2 separate regions of the Mus musculus genome follow, and region 1 is linked to region 2. Evidence: chromatin contacts called from public HiChIP or PLAC-seq data. All regions are on one chromosome and are shown on one strand. Each heading gives the region's core, a stretch centred on a gene start, on an enhancer-like site or on the middle of the called end of the contact. The rest is flanking DNA. Distances are from core to core; before and after follow the strand shown.

The links. HiChIP or PLAC-seq counts read pairs in DNA pulled down with a chosen protein or histone mark.
Region 1: an H3K4me3 HiChIP or PLAC-seq map of embryonic stem cells shows a contact between it and region 2, with 7 read pairs. The contact joins the promoter of Crxos here to the promoter of Ube2m in region 2. A contact is called at or near these places in 2 of 39 promoter capture datasets (cranial neural crest and embryonic stem cells), 1 of 115 datasets of contacts at active chromatin or transcription factors (embryonic stem cells) and 1 of 9 other capture datasets (embryonic stem cells).

Annotation. Positions count from the first base shown.
Region 1 is chr7:15,891,717-15,897,662 of GRCm38.p6, reverse strand. Crxos (cone-rod homeobox, opposite strand) reads right to left here and starts at 1,539. Exons shown (of 5, transcript NM_001033638.2): 1 at 1,406-1,539; 2 at 111-259. The coding sequence starts at 1,430.
Region 2 is chr7:13,035,535-13,041,243 of GRCm38.p6, reverse strand. It overlaps Ube2m (ubiquitin-conjugating enzyme E2M), which reads left to right and starts at 3,266. Exons shown (of 6, transcript NM_145578.3): 1 at 3,266-3,623; 2 at 4,584-4,678; 3 at 4,772-4,810; 4 at 4,929-5,032; 5 at 5,339-5,402; 6 at 5,490-5,709. The coding sequence starts at 3,515. The coding sequence ends at 5,630.

The sequences.
Region 1 (5,946 bases), core at 290-2,789, 2.9 Mb before region 2:
GCAGAATATCTACAGGGTAATCTCTGAGAATGGGTTTTTTGACCCCAATGGGTTCTCAGTGTGGAGAACACTGACTTAGAGGCATATAAGGTTGGAGATGGCAATCTGACCTCAACTTGTTCCTCTTTCAGTTTCAGTCTGGTGGCCATGATCTTTCGATCCTGGAGGTCTGGGTATGGTTCCACCTTGAAGTATGCTTCCAGCTCTGAAAGCTGCTCCCAACTGAACTTCTGGTCAAGGGGACCCAGGGTACAGGAGGCTAAGACAGAGAAGGAGAAATGGGTCAGGCAATCTCTATCATGAGAGTGGAGAGTCAGCCCTCACTGTCAAGCCTGATGGTGTGAAATGTGATCTTGAGGGACTCATGGTAGGAGCTAACCTATTGAACAAAGAGGTCCTGAGACCTCTACAGCCTTGCCTGCATGTACCCCTGACACAGTTTTAGCCACTGTCAGGAGATGAGTCTCTCTCACAACCCCAATCTCTGATTTTCCTCTTGGGTAGTCTATGCATCAATAAGATACCTGTGACCCACTTTAATTCCCCACTTTCCAATTCCATCCAGTTAAACTTTTCTGGGGCTAAAGACCTGAATCTTTGGGAAAAAAAAAAAGCAAAAGCAGAGTGGATAGTCACACTCTTAAGCCCAGCAATGGGAGAATTGAGGCAGGAGTATGGAAAGTCTGAACTGCTCATTTTGTTGCTGGAATTATAGAGTCTCTATAGACTGAATTTGGCGGAGAATGGCGGTTGTAAGCCTGTAATCCCAGCACTCAGGTAGAAGGATTTCCTTACAAGATTTCAACATTGCCAGGTTCAACATAGCCAGGCATGGAGCTATTAATCTAAAATCTTAGCACTTGGGAGGCAGAGGGAGGTAGATATCAGAGTTGAGGCCAGCTTGATCTACAGGGAGAGACCATGCCTCCAAAGATACACACAATTGTTCAAGATCATTTCCAACATGCCTGTGTGAGGTCTACTAAACTCAACTATTAGCACCCTCCCTGAAGGAAAACCTGTCAAATGCAAATCTTACAAAATGAAAATCAAAACTAAAAGAATTCATATGAGTCTGCAAACATTTCCCTTGCTAATACAGTAGCCTCAACCTAAGCAGATAGGTTTTTTGGAGGAATCCGACCAAGAGCCTCATAATTAGCTGCTGTTACATTGGTTCTCCCTTCCTTAATTGTGGACCCTGGAGGAGCCAAAGTGCCTGGGGTTCAGACCAGCTCTCTTGACACCACCACATAGACCCCCAACTCCACTGTCATGGCCTTACTTTCTACAAGACCCGGTCTGCTCTTTGGGCCAAAAGGGAAATGCAAACCCAGGCCTCACCATAGCAATCCTGTCCACCCGACAGACTTCATGTAACAGGGTTTTTAGGGCCCAGACTTACTCAGGGAACGTGGAGATGCTTCCATTTCGCCTGTAGCTCACTTCAGTTGTGATTGAAGGTATGCTCTAAGGATTTAGGATTCAAACTGAGCTTCAAGTTGGGCGCACTGAGCAGGGACCCTCCAACCTGTAGCCCCTCCCACAATTTAGCATCCAGCCAAGAGGAAGGGCAGGCTCCACCCAGTGTCTCCTTTGTAGGAGGAAATGGACTCCAGCCAGATACCCAGGTGTTCTTCCCCATTCTTTCCCGAATCTGCTTGCTTCTCCTCTATGTCAAAGCACCATCCTAGTGTGTCAGGGGCCCGCCCTGGCCGTCCATTTGTCCTGATTACCAGACAACCTCTAAGATTACTAAGGTGTCTGCCCTTGTAGGCTTGCTCAGGTGACTGCCTTGATTTCTTTGGGGTTACTTTTAAAAATTAGGGCAAATGGATATTCAAGGGAATACATGGCTAATGAGTCCAGGAACTCCTTTGTAGACCAGGCTATCCTCCAACTCAGAAAACCACTGGCCTCTGCCTCCCAGTGCTGGGATTAAAGGTGTGATCCACTTTACAGGCTCATTGTTGACATCTGTTTGAGATGTTGTCATGTTGTCCAGGGAAGGTTGGAACTTTCAACCTTGTGAGTTTATAGGTTTGTGATACCAAGTCTAGCTCCCTTTGGTGGTTTTTTTTTTTTTTTTTTTTTTTTGAGACAGAGTTTCTCTGTGTAGCCCTGTAGCCCTGGCTGTCCTGGAACTCACCTTGTAGACCAGGTTGTCCTTGAACTCAGAAATCTGCCCGCCTCAGCCTCCCAAGTGCTGGGATTAAAGGCTTGAGCCACCATGCCCTTTGGTGTTTCAACTTTTCTTTTTCTAATAAACCTCGAAGCTGTGGCATTGCACATGTTAGTTACTTTACCACTGAGCCAGTCTTACCCTCCCCCCCCCTCCATCTTCCAACAAAGAAGGGATTTTCATACCCCTGCCCATCCTGGAACTCACTATGGAAACCAGTCTGGCTTCAAAGTCAGAAATCCACCTTTTCTGTCTCCCACTCACTTGGATTAAACTGGTGTTCCACCTCTGCCAGATATCATCTTTTGCTTTTAAAGACTGGCTGGTGTTAAAAGGCCAGAGTGACTGGATAGTTCTCTTGTACAAGACATTCCTCCTGCTGAACAAGGGCAGATATAGTTTAATTTTTTTTTTTTTTTCGAGACAGGGTTTCTCTGTATACCCCTGGCTGTCCTGGAACTCAGCTTGTAGAACAGGCTGGACTGGAACTCAGAAAGCCACCTTACTGTGTCTCCGGAGTGCTGGGATTAAAGGTGCTTACTACCACACCTGGCGCTTTCCTGTATGTATGTATGTATGTATGTATGTATGTATGTATGTATGTATGTATGTATTTATCTGATCAGTGTTTCAGTCAGGGTCTCATTATGTCCCTGTGGCTGCCCTGGACTCAATATGTAGACCAGGTTGTCCTCAAGATCTCAGAGATCTGCCTGCCTCTAATCCAGGTTACTTGGATCAAAGGCCATCCTAGCTTTCTGGAAATGTGAACATTGCTTGACCTTGAAGGGCTGATCTTCCAGATTTCTCCTCCCAAGTGCTGGAATTACGGGCATGCATATGAGACCTAGGCTTCAATCACTGGAGATGAAAAGTATGAGTCTGAGTGTGCTACTAAAAGTGAGACCCAGCAATGTGTTATACCACACTCCCAGGTTTGTTTTCCTTTTTCTTTATAAAGGCTTTGAGCAGAAATTCTGGCTGGGCTGGCACTTGGATATGTAGATTGGGATGTTCTTGCACTCTGCTTCTAAGACAGGAATTAAGGCATGTCCCACCACACCCAAGCCTTTGAGATAAGCCTTTGTTAGAAGGCTACCATGTGTAGCCCTGGGGATGTGGTGGGAGGAAGACAGGTATATTTCTGAGATTTGAGGACCAACCTGGCCTGCATACAGCATTTTAGAGCAGTTATAAATTCAACTGTAGCGGGGCTGTGGTGGAGCATGCCTTTAATCCCAGTACTTGGGAGGCAGAGACAGGCAGATATCTGAGTTTGAGTCCAGCCTGGTCTACAGAGTGAGTTCCAGGACAGCCAGAGCTACAGAGAAATCCTATCTTGAAAACAAAACAAACAAACAAACAAAAAACAAAATCTAGCAAACAAAAATCCTTGTGTCTTGAGATGCCTCAGTGGCCAAAGTCTTTTGCTGCCAGGCCTTGGCCACCTGAGTAGTTGCTGCTAGATTCACCCGTTTATATAAATTTTATAGAATATAATTAGAATGAGGTAGACTAGCATAACAGATCATTTTAGCTTATGGTCCTGTTTGGTTTGAGTTACTCACACCCTTCCCTCTTGTAATAACACACTTGGCAACCTAGTTTCTTCCCATGTGGATACTATGCCCACACACCCCTCTCTACACAGTGCACCCAGCAGCCTCAAAACCCCTTGACCCCCACAACCTCCTTGTGTTATTCATTCTTCTACCTCAAGGATAGTATAGATTTCTCTGCCCACAGCATCAAATTTAGATACATTCTGTTCAAGCAGATTCCTAAAGTGTAGGGTAGTGGGAAGAGATGGGCTGATCTAACTGGAACTGGTTTTGGTTGCATGTACAGTGAGAGGAAACTGTCCTTGGAGTGAACTTTTATAAAGAGTCGCTTCTCCATCTCACGCCTATGCACAGTTGGGTGTGTGCATGGTTAAAATCAGACCATAGTGAGGATGGACATTCAAAGTAGATATATGACTTCATCTGTCAATTAGAATAGAGAACTGTGATGGTTTACATATGCTTGGCCCAGGGAATGGCACTGTTAGGAAGTGTGGCCTTGTTGGAGTGATAGTGTCGCTATGGGTGTGTGCTTAAGACCCTCACCCTTGCTACCTGGAAACCAGTATTCTGCCAGCAGCCTTCAGATGAAAATGTGGAACTCTCAGGTCTGGCCTGGATGCTGCCATGTTCCTGTCCTGATGATAGTGGACTAAACGTCTGAACCTATAAGCCAGCCTCAATTAATTGTTGTCTTTTATAAGACTTGCCTGGGTCATGGTGTCTGTTCACAGCAGTAAAATCCTAAGACAAGAACCTTAGGTGTTAAGAGCACTAGCTGCTTTTCCAGGGGACCCACTTTACATTCCGAGCAACCACATGGCAGCTCACAACCCTCTGTAACTCCAGTGCCAGGGGATCTGATGCCCTCTTCTGGCCTCCACCCTCACCAGGCACACAAAGGTACATAGACACATTCTCAGATAAAACACCCATACCCATAAAATAAAACAACAACAAAAAGAGGACCCCTTAAACTGTATCTTTTAGTAACCACCTTCTCTCTTTTTCTTTCTTGGGTTAATGTGTATGAATAGGAATGGCTAGGACTTAGAATCACTCCTGGATAAGCATGCAGATAGGAAGAAGGGCCTTGGCTAGGTGATAAAGTTGACCTCCAGCAGGGCTGCCTTCTTCCTTATGCTCCTGATCCCAGACAAAAAAGCATGGCAGCTTAAAACAAAGCACAGTCAGGTCCCTGCTCTGATGGACTGGGTCAACAAGTTCAAGGCCAGGTCAGGACTTGTTAACCAATAGTTGAGGCTCAGTCAGTGATCCTGTTTGTCTTCAAACTGACCAATCCTAAATTAGGGAAAGAAAGCAATTTGGCAGAAAACCAAACCAAAACAAAAACCATCCCCTCAAGGAGAAACTAGGCCTCTACTTTCTGAGTTTAGTCCTGTGCTCCCCCCCCATTCCCCCCTCCCTACACAGAGGGTCTTTTCTTGGTCTGCTGCCTGTACTTCCTCACCGCTAATAACAGCTGCTTTTTTTTTTTTTTTTTTTTTTTTTTTTGAGAGAGAGGATTTCTCTCTGTAGCCCTGGCTGTCCTGGAACTCTGGAACTCACTCCGTTAACCATTTTGGCCTCAGAAATTGGCCTGCCTCTGCCTCCCAAGTTCTGGGATTAAAGGCATGTGCCACCACTGTCCAGCAACAGTTGCTCTTGATTGGCTGATTCTACCTGCTCCTGCTTGCTGCATTTGAGTGTATTTGCCTGGTGCTATCACTCTAGAGACTTTTTTTTTTCTGCCTTTTAATTCACTAATTAGCAGGGAAAATGAACCTGATCAAGACCCCTAGATGGTAACAAATATTTTGCCTACACATGTGCCTGTGCATCACATATGTGCCTTGTGTTCTCAGAGGTCAGAAGAAGGTATCAAAAGAGGGAAAGCACACATAGATAGCACCACAACCAAATATCAGGAATCAGCCATAAAGGGTCATTGTTATCTCTCAATATCAATGGTCTCAATCCCCCAATAAAAAGACACAGACTAACAAAAGGATGGGGAAACAGGATCCATCCTTCTGCTGCATCCAAGAAATACACCTTCATTTTTTAAAAAAAGATTTTATTTATTTTATGTATATGAGTATACTGTAGCTGTCTTCAGACACACCAGAAGAGGGCCTTGCATCCCATTACAGATGGTTATGAGCCACCATGTGGTTGCTGGGAATTGAACTCAGAACCTCA
Region 2 (5,709 bases), core at 2,017-4,516:
GGACTGGACATGGGACGTGGCCATGATACAGAATGGAAATTCAGACATGTCAAGCTTTTCCCATACCTATGGGTTTGTAGCCAACAGGTACTAAGAAAGGACTCCCAAATTAGAGAGCCCAGGCTGCAGGCCCAGGCTCAGTTGCTCTATCCTGTGGAATTAGTTCCCCTCATTCCAGCCACAGGCTCCTTCTGCCATGACTCTTGTTCATAGCTCTACTAGGGTCTCCTTCATCCTGGGAAGTCTTCAGGAGGAGTATATTTAGCAGGAAGTCATAGGAAATACAGTTGACAACAGTTTACATGATCCTAGACACTTCAGGCCTGGGGCACCATGATATCTGCTGCCTTTGCAATAGCCATCTTCCCTTCCACCTCACTGTCTATGACTTTGGCACAGTTCCCAAGGGGCACTGGGGTGCAAGTAGTCAAAGGAGCCCCATGTAACATGACTCAGCTCAGGCTTTAAGCCCCAGTTAAGGCCTTTCTCTGGGTAGCTGTGTCAGATTGGCTCTGGCCTTAGCATCTCCAGGAAAACCATCTTAAGGGCAGTGTGTCCAAGCTACTTCTGTGTGGATAGTTTTACTTATTCTTACCCCTTCATCTGGATACTCCAAACATGGACATAGCTTCAAGGTTAAGTAGGCAAGCCAAACCACATCACAGAGAGGTTGATCCTGTGCAGAACAAGGGGGTCCCCAGTCCCTATGACACTCTTATTCCCTCCAACTGTCAGTTGTGAGGGGACAAAGACACAGATCCATGTGGCAACCTCTAGCTGCCTGTGAAATACCCTAATCATACAGAGATCTGGACTCAGGACAAACTTAGATTCATGGCTCTAGTGCAGAAAAGAATTTCAGCTATAGCAAGTAAAAAGCAAAGTATGGATATTTTAATATAAGCTCTAAGCATGAGAGAAGTGCTCAGAAATAGACAACATAACATATAATCAAGTGTAGTTACATGTTTGCAGAGGGAGAATGGGGGAAGGTGGTATATATAGGACCCTCAAGGGATAGCCTCAATTGTATTAGCATTAGCTATAATACCTTTTTCATGGCTCTCAAGTCACATTCCAAACGGTTGCTAAGAAACTTGTTTCCTTCCTCTTTTGAAAAGGCTAGAGGGTGGCTGCAGAGATGCCTGGGATGGGATAATCAGAGAAGGTAAGACCAGAAGCTACTACATGTCTAGGACACACCTTTTTCCTATAATGGAGCTTCTGGTGAGATTCCTAGAAAATTGTAGGTCTACAGCTGAGAGGGAAGAAATGCCTTGAAGCAGCTGTTCATTGTACTGGCATTCCTACTTCTCCAAGGGAAAAATCAGGTTCAACCAGGCTACAGAGTCAGAGGCTCTATTCCTCCACCACCACTTTTTTTTTTTTTTTAATTTCATGTATGTGAGTACACTGTAGCTGTCTTCAGACACACCTGAAGAGGGTGTCAGATCCCATTACAGATGCTTGTGAGCCACCATGTGGTTGCTGGGAACTCAGGACCTCTGTAAGTACGGTCAATGCACTTAACCACTGAGCCATCTCTCCAGCCACTCTATTCCTTTCTTAAGTCCCCATAATTTTCAGTGTTGATCTCTCCTGTCTCACAGGCTACCAAAGATCCTGAGTTAAGCTAAGCATAATTTAGAATCCAATCTGAGGGGTAGTGAATGAACACAGGCAGGCAAGTGCTACCCCAGTCAGTAGAACTGTAGGACCAGAAAGATTAGCCAGAGCCCCATGTAGCCACAGCCATAGGACTTTAGAAGGGTCAGAAAAAGGAGGGATGTATCTGTAACCACAGCACTCAGGAAACAGAGACAACAGGAATAATGTTAGTTCAAGATCAGCCTGGACTACGTGCTGAGTTTGGACTACAGAGATGGATCCTATCTGGAAGAAAGCAAGCCAGAAAAACAACAGCTGCACAAAAATAGTCAGCATAGATAGTAACTGACAAAAATGGTAACTGACAAGACAGTAATGAACAGTTCTAGAGTGATTTGTCTGAGTCTCAGAATGAGCTAGCCTTAAAAAGTCAGGAGGAGGAGGGTGCTGCTGGCTAAGTCTGGAATGTAGAACCGCGGGTCATGCTGGGTGGCACAAATGCTGTCAGATGGCAAAGAGCAGAACAGAGTCCGAACCTGTTCTGGCCATGTTTTTCAAGCTGTGACCAGACAAGCAACAAGAAGCATTTAGACTCTGGCTTCGGCTGGATTCCTAGATGACAGCCTGAAGTCACTGACCCATCCTGAGCTATTTCCTTCTGCCTCCCAAGCACCCTAAGCTCACTCAACATAAGCCAATCGAGAGGCACAATGCCACTCGAGAGAGCCAATGCCACTTCTGCTGTTCTCTAAGCCGCAGTTATGAGTCCTATACCCACGTCCACCTTGGACCCTAGAACTACACAGTTGCTCACAGCCTGTTGCACAATAGAAATCTATTTTAAGGAACAAGAGTCTCGATGTGTTGCCTAGGGTATCCCTGAGCGCCTGGGCTCAAGCCAACTTGATGCCTCAAGCCTCCAGAGCAATTCGAAATTTAAACTAGTTTACATCAATCCGAATCTGGGATTGCGGTGGGATTAGGGGAGCCTGCTTCTGCACCCTTCGACAACGTCCCTTAAAACGTCCAGGCCCTGCGTTTGCTGAATCCTCAGAGAGCAAAGATCCAGTCTAGCCCGGTTCCGCTGCGCTCCGCGTAAGTGTAAGATTGAATGGAACCACCGAGAGCCAAACGGCCACTCACTACCCGCCTCGCTCAAAAATGGTCGCAAGCACTGCTTCCTACTCTACTGGGTGCGCGTCCCAGGAAGTACCCGCTAGACCGCCGAATAGTCACCTCCACAAACGGAAATACCCGAGCTTAACCGAAAAAGACCGAACCTCAAACTACAATGAGGAGGAACCAGGGGGCTGCAAGGGTTGCGCAGGCGCAGAGCACAGCTGAGGCAGGAAAAACCGAAGTGGGCAGGCGACGGAAAGTGCCGAAGCGGCGGGGCGCCCGAGGCCGTTGCCGACCTCCGCATCGAAGCCGCGCCTGCCGCGGAAGCTGAGCCTCCACCGGTACCCTGCGGTACCCTGCCGCCGCAAGCGCGGCTACCGCCTCCTCCTTCCACCTCACCGCAGCCTCCTAGCAGAGGGAGCAAGTAGGCGGGAGAGCGGCGGACCTGTAAAGGCCGGCGTCCGCAGCCGCAGCGGGGCCTCACCAGACCCAAGCGGAAGAGGGGGAGGAGGGCGCGGGGACCGTAGCAGGGGCGGGGCCGAGGATCGCCGAGTCCTCCCGAGCACCTCCGAACACACCCGAGGTGCTTAGCCAGGCCAGAGCCGGACTACGGGAGCCGAGGCGGGCCGTGCGGTGGGCGCGGAGCAGCGCGGCAGGCCGGGCGAGCGGCAGCGGAGGAGGCCGCGGTAGCGGGTCCGAGGAGCGGAAGCGGCGCAGGCGGCGGCGGGGGGCCGGGTGGCCGGGGTCCCGGGCCCCCGCGGCGGCGGGCTGCGGCGGCGGCGGCAGGATGATCAAGCTGTTCTCGCTGAAGCAGCAGAAGAAGGAGGAGGAGTCGGCCGGCGGCACCAAGGGCAGCAGCAAGAAGGCGTCGGCGGCGCAGCTCCGGATTCAGAAGGGTAGGGGTCGGGACCCTGCGTTCGAGGTCAGGGACCGTGGCGAGAAAATGCGGCCCCTGATATTTGGTATTGGTGGTCAGGTTTCGAGGGTTGTGATGCGGGACTGGGGGTGCGGTCACTAGGGAGGGTCATAGATTGGGGCGTTGGGATACTCGGGCCTGGAGTGTTAGGGACGCGGAATCTGTTAGGGGAGGGGTATAGTTTTGAGAGTCAGACGAGAACTTTGCTCTGGGGTGCCGTGTCGTGAAGATTGTGAAGGTTACGAATTGGGAATAAGTGGGAGACGGTTTAGTGTTTTAAACTGGGGACTCGTGGCCCAAGACTCAGGTCCAGAGGGTCAGGCAGAGCAATTTTGAGTTTGAGGTGAAGAGGAGGGAGAAAAGAAGGTTACAGGAACTAAAAAATGTGAGTGTGGGTCAATTTAAGCTACCATACAGGAAATCTCAAGGATGAGATGGGATCTTGGGCTTGTAATAAGATGGAGACGAGGAAGGACAGTGGAGGTGGGTGGTTGATGAGAAGGGGTGACTTAGTGTTGGGGGGCCGGTGTCATGGTCCTTGAATTGCGGTGGACAGATAAACAGTAGTGAGTGGAGATAATGACTAGAGATAGAAAACCTCAGGTTTAAGGTGCTCAGGGTTCTTGGAAGCAAGGGTTATGGGAGTAGAGGTTCTTGGGGACTATGTTGTGGGAACTTGTGGAGGACTTAGCTGGGTAAGGGTTTTCCCAAGAGATGGGCAGTTATACTTGAAGATGCTTGTATATGGGATACTGTGTATCCAGAAGAGTCCACGTAGAGACTGGAAAGTGGAAAGAATATGGAGTAGTACAGACTGAGTTAAAGTACACCACACAAAGCTCTTCAGGTCTAGAAAGCGAACTTATGGGTTCTGCTGACACATGCCCAGACCTCCTTTCTTTTACCTGTTTCTCTCCCTTTCCATGCTGTCCAAACCTAGACATTAACGAGCTGAACCTGCCCAAGACGTGTGACATCAGCTTCTCAGACCCAGACGACCTCCTCAACTTCAAGCTGGTGATCTGTCCTGATGAAGTAAGAGTAAAACAGGGCAGGATTCCCAAGAACAGACCAGGGGTGGCCCCATAAGAGTAGGGTCTTCATTCACTCTCCCCCTTCCTCTTCCAGGGCTTCTACAAAAGTGGCAAGTTTGTATTCAGCTTTAAGGTGAGTCTCAAGTGTACAAAGGTAGCTCTGTGGAGAAGACTGGGTACAACCAAAACACCTTCCCATCTCCTTTCTCTTTTTACACCTTCCCATCTCCTTTCTCTTTTTCTGGAGCCAGGTGGGACAGGGTTACCCACATGACCCTCCCAAGGTGAAGTGTGAAACAATGGTTTATCATCCCAACATTGACCTCGAGGGCAACGTCTGCCTCAACATCCTCAGGTGAGGGCACTGCCTTCCTTTCCCTCCCAAGACCTGCCTTCCAGGTATCCTCAGCCTTCTGTGGACACTGCATCTATCTCTGTCCTTCCCTCCCCTTTATGGTCAATCTGTTTCTGTCTTAGTTGTTTTTCTAATGACCTGACCTTGGCTTTCTCTGTGTCCTGCCCTGTCCCGTATCTTCACTCTTAGATCTCACACTTCAATGTTAAAAGGCCTTCTATGGGCCTAACCTGTTCAGTATTAGCAGGGCCTGTAGCAGCCTCCCACTCACCAGCCCCTGATAACCTTGATGCTCTCTGCCCACAGAGAGGACTGGAAGCCAGTCCTTACGATAAACTCCATAATTTATGGCCTGCAGTATCTCTTCTTGGTAAGTAGGGTTAGGCATTTGAAGCTGAGGGTTTGTTGGCCATCTGCCTCTCTCTTGCCTGTTGACTTCCACTTGTACCGGCCACAGGAGCCGAACCCTGAGGACCCACTGAACAAGGAGGCTGCTGAGGTCCTGCAGAACAACCGGCGGCTGTTTGAACAAAATGTGCAGCGCTCCATGAGAGGTGGTTACATCGGGTCCACCTACTTCGAGCGCTGCCTGAAATAGGGTTAGCAATTACCCATCCCTGCCAGGGTTACCGGCCCAGGCATCCCCTGCAAATATTTATTGGGGGCCCGGGTAAGGT